2 separate regions of the Mus musculus genome follow, and region 2 is linked to region 1. Evidence: chromatin contacts called from public promoter capture Hi-C data. All regions are on one chromosome and are shown on one strand. The core of a region is the stretch at or near the end of the contact, and the rest is flanking DNA. Distances in the headings are between cores, read along the strand shown. Region 1 holds the start of Saa3 (serum amyloid A 3). Region 2 overlaps Otog (otogelin).

Evidence for each region. Promoter capture Hi-C pulls out the DNA fragments that hold promoters and counts their contacts.
Region 2: a promoter capture Hi-C map of neural stem cells shows a contact between it and region 1. The contact joins the enhancer-like site here to the promoter of Saa3 in region 1. A contact is called at or near these places in 11 of 39 promoter capture datasets (the 3T3-L1 cell line, 3T3-L1-derived adipocytes, the C10 cell line and 6 more), 2 of 15 datasets of contacts at CTCF or cohesin (large pre-B cells and pro-B cells), 6 of 484 Hi-C or Micro-C datasets (cardiomyocytes, cerebellum, embryonic stem cells and 2 more), 8 of 115 datasets of contacts at active chromatin or transcription factors (the NIH/3T3 cell line, the SCID.adh cell line, T-cell acute lymphoblastic leukemia and 5 more) and 2 of 9 other capture datasets (adipose tissue and liver).

What each region holds. Positions count from the first base shown.
Region 1 is chr7:46,713,061-46,718,017 of GRCm38.p6, forward strand. Saa3 (serum amyloid A 3) reads right to left here and starts at 2,616. Exons shown (of 4, transcript NM_011315.3): 1 at 2,587-2,616; 2 at 1,950-2,044. The coding sequence starts at 2,040.
Region 2 is chr7:46,281,874-46,286,830 of GRCm38.p6, forward strand. Otog (otogelin) reads left to right here. Exons shown (of 56, transcript NM_013624.2): 32 at 1,870-2,037; 33 at 3,021-3,299; 34 at 3,873-3,990; 35 at 4,874-4,953. Among named protein-coding and RNA genes, the nearest start is that of Otog, 43 kb to the left of the region's middle. Within about 2 kb of position 1,963, at least 8 of the 459 cell types and tissues checked have an H3K27ac peak or open chromatin away from gene starts, as enhancers often do. A contact at or near this core is called in neural stem cells, where this site is marked.

The DNA of each region.
Region 1 (4,957 bases), core at 1,366-3,865:
AGGATTAAAGGCATGCGCCACCACTGCCCAGCTTTTTGGTTTGTTTTTGTTTTTTGTTTTGGTTTTTTCATGCTGTTTGTCTTTGGCTGTTCAAAAAGCGTGTAAGAAGAGGAGAGGTGATCTCTAGGGAGTGCGTCATCATATGACAACGGTCACCATAAGAAGCTCTCTCTGAAATGGTCCAGGGGAACTTCTAAGGTGTGAAATGAGATCGCTTCCCTTCCTCCTTTCCCCTCCCTCTGCTTCCGATCCTTTCCTTTCTCTTGTGTTCTCTTTTCCTTTAGAGACAGCCTATGTCTCTGTGTATCCCTGGATGGCCTGAAACTCACAATCCTTCTGCCTCGGCCTCCCAAACGCTACAGTTACCACCGCAGCCACAGTTCTTGCCTAGCACAAAGCAATGGGAGAAACTGCTCTCCAGGCAGAGAGAGTGAGCGCAGCTCTGTTCTGAGTCCACCTGGATGTCCAGGATCTATTTCCCCCAAGCAGTTCTCAGCACTCCTTCAGAGGTAACAAGGGGAACGTCTCTGCCACAGACTGCCACAAGCAGGATGATTGACACTCTGGTGGCAATGGACACACTAGGTTTAAAACCCCTACCTCCTCTCCAGGAACAGGGAAGAGTGCTATCCACCATGGTGCTTATGCAGAAAAGCTGAGGGAAACGCACGAGGAAGTCCGTGGAAAATGCTCATTTATTATCGCCCCGCCCCCTGCCCCCTCTGCTCATTTACTACCGCCCCGCCCCCCTGCTCCTCAGGACGGTGCCACAAACAGAAGGAAGATCTAAACTAAGGACCAGGAGAGTGAGCTGCACACTGAAGGAATCAGATCCAGCTAATGATAAATGGGAAATATCAAAGGTAGTGAGTTAGGGAGAAAGGGGAAGCCTAGGTTCTCTTAACTTTCATTGTGAGGCTGAGTTGTGGTGGCACACACCTTTAATCCCAGCACTCAGGAGGCAGAGGCAGATGGATCTCTGTGAATGGGAGGCCACCCTGGTCTACAAGGTGAGTCCAGGACAGCCAGGGCTCGGTTACACAGAGAAATTCTATCAGAAAGAAAGAAAGAAAGAAAGAAAGAGAGAGAGAGAGAGAGAGAGAGAGAGAGAGAGAGAGAGAAAGAAAGAAAGAAAGAAAGAGTCTGACTGACTGACTGTCTTTTGTTGTCTTATGGCTGGTGGGCTATATTTCCCTTGATGACAGTTTCTTGTCTATGTCTCAGCCTCAATAATAGACCTATGTCCCAGGTAAGTAAGTCACTGTCTCCTGTTGACGGTGGAGCTGCCTTCCACCCGTGCCATGATCTATTCCTTCTCAGGTAAATAAGTAAGTGTGTGCTCAGAGCTGTATAGTGGCTAACCTGGGCTAAATTCTGCTCTTCCAGGGGTTTTCTAAGTAAGATAGCTTACGTATGCTCTTTGTACATTGGTTTCCTTAAAGGGTAGTAGTGACACCTACGCCACAAGATTAATTTTAATGTATGGAATTCATTTCCATACATTATGCTCCTTGGACAATGCCCACTCTGTGTGGCAAACTTAATTAGCCTTGTTTGCTGTCTCTGTGGGTTGTCACCTGCTGCCCCGGTTTTCCCCCTCCGCACCTTCCCTGGAACCAGATATAGACGTGAACTGCTCATCACTCTCCACAAGGGGGCAGTAGAGGCCTCTTCCCCACTTCTATTGGGGAGTCTACATCTTTGACCTACAGATTTCACCTACATTCCCGTGGAAAGACTGCTGTACAAACATTACAGGATCTGAGATTTGGGATCCTCACAGAAAAAGGTCAACACTGAGCAAAAAAGCTACAAACTTCTCAGGAAGAGCTACACCGCCACTCTATGGGGATTTTACAAGCATGTTTGCCCTTGATTATGTGGTCCCTGCTCAAGTAAATTCTTAAAACTCAGAAATACAACCTCCAGCCCCCATCCTTGAAGCCTACCTTGACCAGCTTCTTTCATGAACTGGACCCATCTTTGGCTGTCAACTCCCAGGATCAAGATGCAAAGAATGATGGCAATGGAAGGCTTCATCCTGCTATAGGGCCAGGAAAACAAAGATGAGCATGCCATTTCGTGGGGTGGAGGATGCTTCTGCAGTGCTGAGCTATCTATCCTTGCACACTGGTAACAAACCCCACTGGATTTCATACATAAACCCACACACATACAAACAAAGATTATAGGTAAGGGGATTTCAGGGAACTCTCTAGTTCTCCATTTCCTTGTATTTCATTAGAATCCCACTATCTAAGGGTTTGCAAATGGACCATTAATATAAAGCACATTGCACTCCAATCATGCCAGCTGAAACCCAACTGTAAAGGAAGTTTCCAGAGGGCTATGTGGGGGCTTTCTAACCAACATAGCTCCCTGCATTCTATCTGTAGAAGGCTATTGCACCCTTCCCTGAATTCACACAGAAGCACACTACAAGTTCCATGCAGAAAGCATAATATCCAGTGAATTCTAACCATCTAGTGGATTCAGGATAGAGATAGAACATTAAACACAACAAGCAAATGCTGGCGGGGAAAAGAATCTGCAAAGAGGAAATGCTGGAAAGTTCTGGCAACTCACCTCGTGCTGCGAGCTCCTTCTGGGACCCCAGGTGAGTGGCTTCTGTCCTTTGCTGAGGAGATGTGGCCGAGGATATCTATATATACTGTCACTCCACTAATGGAGCAATCCCTGTTTGATCTTGCATAATCCCACTTACCCATAATTTCTCTTTCAGAAGATAACTTTTCCTTCATGTACATCTTCTTTCCCCAGATTGCGCCATCTAGGCATTTCCAGAAATGTGGCCAGTTAGGACTTTCTGAAGTCTTCGCCATCCTGGTTGGAAATAATCAAGACAAATGCTTTATATCCAGTTTCTTGGGGGGGGGGAGCAATATTAGAAAGAAAAATATGAATGTGTGATAAATCATGGGATCCAATCCAAAGGCTAAGCTAATGCCCTTTCAAAGCTCAGTTCAGGTTTAAGCTGGAGCCTTAGGGAACAGGAGGATGGGAGGCAGAAGCTGGCATTTAGCACCCAACGCTGCGGAAGATCTCCAGACTCCAGTATACTCCATATTGCTATGGAAGGTCAGGGAGCAGACGAAATCTAGAGACTTTGATTAACCAGGGACACTAAACAATAAAACAATTTGCTTCAAAGTCACAAAGAAATAACACACCATAAAGATGAGGAAGGCTCCCTGGATGCTAAATTATCCTAACAATGGATTCAGGCAGAAAGTGGCAAGAGGAGACACAGGAATGCTGGGAAATGACATCAGGAAACAGCTGCTAGAGCCAGAAAAGCAGCTCTAGGTTTTGCCGTGGGAGTTTATCTTATAAGAAAGCCATTCAGACCATGGTCTTCTCTCCTTTACTATCCCCACCCCTTTACGCAAAAGAAAAATTAAATGTATTGAGTTCCCTAGAGAAAGAAGGACGGTATAGCTGCGACGTGGTAGGTGTGGTGAAGGTATCACATTTGGCCTCCTGCTCTAAGAGCCCTGGGCTGGAAGCAGAGGAAAGCAGAGGGGCTAAAAAGAGCCCACCCAGGAGGCAATAGCTCAGGGGTGTTCCCCAAGTTGTTTGCTACCAAGAAGAGAACTGTGGCTATCTCGTTGGAGATACAAGTTGATGTAGATAAACCTCGTAAGCTGGAAGGTGGTGAATAATACCCGAGAAGAAGAAGTAACAGCCTAGAAAAATGAGCGTGTAGAACTTTCAGTCATACTACAGGCCAGAGGATGCTATGGTGCTGTGGCAGACATTGATACATGTGACGCAGGATGGAGCAGACCAAGCGTGGACACCATGTTAGAGAATTGTTGTCATACATTAAAGCCTTGAAAAGAAAAAAATGCCTCTTCCTAGATTTGGCCTTTATTTTGGTTATTTTGAGCTCTGTGACTGAAAGGGAAAAAAAACTGTTCAAAGATTTTCGTCCCTTGGTCCTCAGCCAAGACACTGCCCAAGCTGCCTTTGGCTTAGGAAAAAGATTCTTCCGTGGCTGGCTTGGCTCACGTTGTCCTAGCAGTAAGCAGCTACAACTTCCCACAAGCCCTGGTTGCAAACCTCTTTGGGGAAGTGCTTCACAGAGAACTGTGTGTGAAACCTGCCGCCTCCTTTGTTCTGACTTCCTAGGCATAAACATTTGGTTCCGGGATTATGTATTGACTTCCTCAGCCACTTTAGACTCAAAACTCACCTCCCAAGTATCTACTTTTTCAAACCCCTCTCATCCCCCCTTCCCCTTCCTCCTTCCCCTTTCTCCCCCTCCTCCTCCCCGTCTCCCCCCTCCCTCTCGTCCCTTTTTAACCTGGCTTTATTTTATGTGTATTTTGCCCAAATGGATGCATGTGACCCACATGAATGCCTGGTGCCTGTAGAGGTCAGAAAATGATGTCAGCGCCCCTGGAACTGGAGTTATAGATAGTTGTGAGCTACCATGAGTACTGGGAATTAAACCCAGGTCCTCTGGTAGACCAGCGAGTGCTTTTAACTGCTGACCCATCTCTCCAGCCCCAACCCCCTTCTTTGATAGAAGGCAAGTGAGTATTTTTCCTACACATTAAGAAAAGCAATTTGCATGGACTTTTTCTTTACTAACAATGGTTTAACTAATCCGTTGAGAATTCTTTTAAGCTTTTTATTGATTCTTCGTGAAATCTGAAGTGCACACCCAAGTCCCGCTCATCTCCCCATCCCCTCATATCCACCCTTTACCCTTTGCAACCTTGCCCGAAATAAAACACATCATCAACAACAACAACAACAGAGCATAGAAGCTAGAGTGTGTCACTGTGTCTCTCCAATGTATTCTTCTGTCCACACATCTTCACTTGAAAATGTTCCTCGGAACAAGTCCATTGGTCTGGTTCCAGATCTCTGGCTTTTGTGACAGTACCAATACTGGGTCCTTTTTTGGGATTTCCCCCAGCTATCCTGT
Region 2 (4,957 bases), core at 713-3,212, 430 kb before region 1:
TGGGCTTAAGAAGCATCTTTCCAGGCAAGACTATTGAAGAGGGGACAAAAAAGGAATAAGAAGAACATGATTGCTGCTAGGTATTGTGGAACAGAAAGTTTATTGTAGACAGGAAATATCAGACTCCATAGTGAACCTGACCCTGAGCCAGGCCATGCAAGAAGAATAGGGAAGGGGAGCCAAGAGGTCAGGAGGCAGAGGCCAAAGGGTAAAAGGATAAAAAACAAACAAACAAACAAACAAACAAACAAACAAGAAAACAGTAACCAAAATGGCTGGATTATACAGGGCAGAGCAGCTTTGGGGTATGCCTGCCAGGAGAACCCTGTAACAGGTAGAAACTGAGGGATGCTGGGAGAGCCTGGCAGCCAGCATCATACATTAATAGCCATGTGTCCCTGGTGGAAAGGACACAGAGAGAAGACTAGGGATCCATAGATGGCGGCTGGACCAGCCCAGTCCTGTCAATGGTAGCTCCAAGGGGCTGCTGATGGCCCTGGATCTTCAGTGCCCAAAGGGATGACTCTGAAAGGAGAGCTTCGTTCCCAGGGACAGAAGCATCCCTGTGACATCAGGCGAGACATTTCAGCAGCACCGTTCTGAGCAGTTCTCTCCTCTGCGGCATTTGGGGTGTTAGTAACTGGCAAAGGACAAGCTGCTTCTAGCATCCTCCACCCACCCTCCCTCCCACTCGCCCAGTCCTTGCCTCGGTTTTTCTCCCAGCATCTTCTGTGGCCCAGACCTCATGGGGTTCTGGGAAAGAGGACCCTTGCAGAGGTACAGGGGAGTGTCCCAGCATCATGTGCGAGCTCTGAACCCTGAGTCTGTTGAAACTGGCTTTGAGTGTCCACCCCATTGAAACCAGCCAGTGTGGCACACTGCTTTTTGTTTGCTTGTTTGTTTGTGTTGGGGGAGCTGTTTGCTGATCATTTACCAGCACAGCACACTGTCTGCTTTCTAATGAAGGATACAGATGGGAAAGCCCAGTTCAGAGCCACAGCACAGAGCTGTGACTGGTGTGCATTTGCTTCTGGGGCTGGTAGGGTGTGGAGAAGAGGGTATGCAGGGAGAACAGCTCAAAGGAGGTGACAAATGAGCTGGTCCCCAGGGACTGGGTAGGTGTCTTTCAGGCGCAGAAGGAGGAGGATTTCTCGGCGGGAGGAGTGGGACCGTGTGGCAGAGATGAGCTAGGACAGGCATGTGGCTCCTCCAGTGAAACAGGAAGGAATTCCAGTGTGACAGGACCCCTTGTGGGGTAGAGGGCAAAGCAGGGGTCCAGTATGGCAGAGCCCTGAATTAAAGCTGTGCTCTTAAGACTCTGTCTTGGGGATGAGGAAAGCCACAGGGGACAGTTTCTAGGAAGGTGACCCAGACACCTATGGGACACAGCAGAGGCAGGAAAACCATTTATTGAGCTGTCACAAATGTCTAGGACACCTACATGCCTTCCACCCTCTACCCACAGCTCCATCTCCTCCAAACACAAACAAGACATGTGTATGAAATACACAGATACAAACTGAGCTCTGGGCTCTTGACTGTCATCCCTCAGGACGAGGTGGGCAGAGACCAGTGTATTGTATTTTCCCAAAGGCAACTCTGACAAAACAATGTCTGCTATGGTAATGGCCCATGCTTTCAGAGGTGACTGTCATGGGCTCCCTGTGCAATGGCTTAAGCACAGAGGGAGGGTCTGTCTCCTTTGGGACTGCTAGCCTGGGGATCCTGTCTCTTCAGATCTACTAAGGCTCCTGTAAGCCATCAAGAGGCCCTCTCCAGCACCCTGACTCTTCTGAACTTCTGATCAGAACTTCTGATCAGTACATGTGAGTTGGCGGTGACACTTGTGACAGAGACTTTTCTCTCCAGCGCTAGGTAAGGGTCCCTACCAGCTGTCCAGTGTGGCGGCTGGCGGTACTCTTGTGGCCACGAAGGCAGTAGACAGTGACATAGCCCTTGTGAGGGCAGAGGATCTGGCGCCAGGGGACATTTCAAGCTTCCTGCTGACAGCTGCTCTGTACAAGGCCAAGGCCCATGGTAAGGCCCACCCTTTGGCTCCTGTCCAGCCGTCTCAGAAAAGGCGGTGTTGATGGGGGTGTGGGGGACGCTGAAGCCTGCAGCCACCCACAGGGCTCCAATCCCACTTGTTGTTTCTAGTTCTGACTAGTTTTTTTTTTTTACCTCTGTGACCCCAAACTGCCTACGATGGGACTGAGACAGGTTTTCCCCATCCCCACCCTCAGCCAGACTATTGTTGTAACGAAAATCCCAAATCCTGGGGTCAGCATCTACTCTCCTTTCTCTTCCGGCTTCCGGCTTCTCTCCCCTCCTTGCTCCCTTCCTCTCTCTTTTCCCCTCACCTCCCCCTCTCTTTGCCCCTCCCCTTTTTTTTCCTCCTTCTTCTCTCCTCCTTTCTCCCTCTCACTGAGTCTTAAGCACAGGGCAAGCACAGGAACCAGAGACATTAAGGGACACAGTCACTGTCCAGCAGGAGTTCCAGTCCTATGGTACACATCAGCAAGAAAGAGACGACTTTAGAGTCAGATGTGGGGTCTGCCCGTCGGGGCAGCTTAGGGCCTCCTGGGATAAGGGATTCCTGTGACAGGAAGAAATGGAGACGGTTACATATTATGAGACTGCTGAGTTTCTGGAATCACCGGATCCACTTGTTCTCTATGCTCAGTGGACTGTCCCCCTGTAGAAGGACCATTCCTATCTGTTTGGTGCCAAGCAGAGCAGGCCCCAGGACAGGCAAGGCTTTCTGGTGGAAAAGGAGGAGAGACAGGACAGAAGACAGAGGCAGCTGAGGCCTTCTGTAACCTCCCGCCTCCGTCCACAGAGACGATGACCAGAGGGTGGCCCGTGAGTGGGAGGGAGAAGCAACAGGGGAGCAGGGTCCAGCTAGTCCCCAGGAACCTGTCATCCCAGCCACTGAGTGTGAGAGCACACATGCTGGCATGCAGTATCCCCAAATCTGTTCTCTCTGCATGCTGACCTAACTAACTCCTGTGGCTCTGCAGACCCTGACGTGGTGTCCCTGGAGGCGGCTGACAGACCCAACTTCTTCCTGCACACCACAGCCAATGGCTCTATAGGGCTGGCTAAGTGGCAGCGCGATGAGGCCTTCCATCAGCACGCTTCCTTCTCGCTGCACCGGGGGACATGGCAGGCTGGCCTGGTGGCTCTGGAGTCCCTGGCAAAGCCTGGCTCCTTCCTCCACTCATCAGGCCTTGAGCTGGCACTGCGGGCATACGAACACACGGAGGTGTTTCGTGGTGGTGCGCTCTTCCGCCTTCTGGGTAAGGGTCTGCCGGGGCATCGTTCTTGGATCTGGGGCTTCTGCCTCACTCGGTGGCATTCCCTGCCCTCTCTCCTCTTCTCTTTCCCCAGAGGGCAAAAATCTCAGCCTTTTGACAAAGGTGGAGGGCTCCCTGGGGTTTACCCCTGGAACAGGAGGTGGTCTGATCTCCATGCTGGCAGGTCAGGGAGTGGTGGCAGGATGGACTGAGACCTAAGTCACTCTTGTAGTGTAAAAATAGACAGTCTGTGTGAAAGTGAGAGGAACCGTGAGCCTGCTGGAGGCTCATAGTGCGCCTGGCTTCTGTTTCCTGCCGAGGGTACATATTGTCCCCATCCCTAGGAGTTTAAGGTACACCCGTGGGGACTCAGGGCTGAGAAGCTAGCAGGCTCTCCAGACCATGTCCCCAGTTGTCATGGATGCAGCCTGCTTAAACTCACTTCTTATTTTCTCTCTCTCTCTTTTTTTCTGGGTGTACTTACATGCCCTCACCACAGGGCTGAGCTGGGATAATTCTGGGCACTAGTGTTCAGCCTCTCTCAGTCCAGAGACTTGGAGGGGATTGTCTTTCTAGATGCCAAGCCTTTGGGGGCTGCCTACCCCACCTGTGAGTGGCGCTACGATGCCTGTGCTAGCCCCTGTTTCCAAACCTGCCGGGACCCACGGGCAACCAGCTGCCAGGATGTGCCCAGGTGAGACCAGGCGGTCGTGGGCACGACGTCAACGCCTTTGAGACAGTTTGAGCGCACCTGCGAGCACATGTGTAGACAGACCCTTGTGTGGGTGGGTGCCAGAGTGTGTTCTAAGATGAGTATGGGAGTGTGTCTGTGTCAGGGAAATGTGCCTTTGTGTATGTCTTAGCCATTTTTCTCACGTGACAGAATGGCTGACAAGAGAAGCTTAAGGGGGCAGGGAAGGGTTTATTTGGGGACACAGTTTAAAAAAAGGACCCAGTCCATTGTTGTGTGGAGGCACAGCAGTGACTCTATGGGGGACATTCAGATTCCAATCACAAAAGTATGTGCATGCCCCATATAAATGTGATATATTCATATTGTATACTGGTGCACGGAGTGCATATAGCTTGACTGTGTGCTTGTATGTACTAACTAGGTATGGGCTGTATATGGCCATATTCACACATCTGTGTGAGCTGATTATATGCAGTTGAGCGTGGTTGAGAATATCACAGGGGTGTGTAAACTGGTATCTGTGGGCATCTACATAGGTGTATATGTATGTGTGCACTGGGTCTATGTTTTAGCTTTTTTGACAGCCTTAGAAAGAGCCTGTGGGCTGTGCGGGAACGGGCCTTGCAGAGAGTCTGATCCTGTGGACAGGAGTGCACAGAGCCACACACTGTTCATACGTGTCTCCCTGCTGGCCAGGAAACAAGAGCATGAGGCTCACATACATGGGCACAGGTGCTAGTGTACATGTGTGTGACAGGTGTCTGTAGAGCTTCCCATGAGGGTGTGTATGATAAGCATGCATTTACACGTGTGCCATACAGATGATGGGGCCTGTGTTCTATCCATGTTCTGGTCACTAGCTAGCCCCCTGCTCTGTCCTTAGGGTAGAAGGCTGTGTCCCTGTGTGTCCCACTCCTAAGGTCCTGGATGAAGTCACACAGAGATGTGTCTACCTGGAAGACTGTAA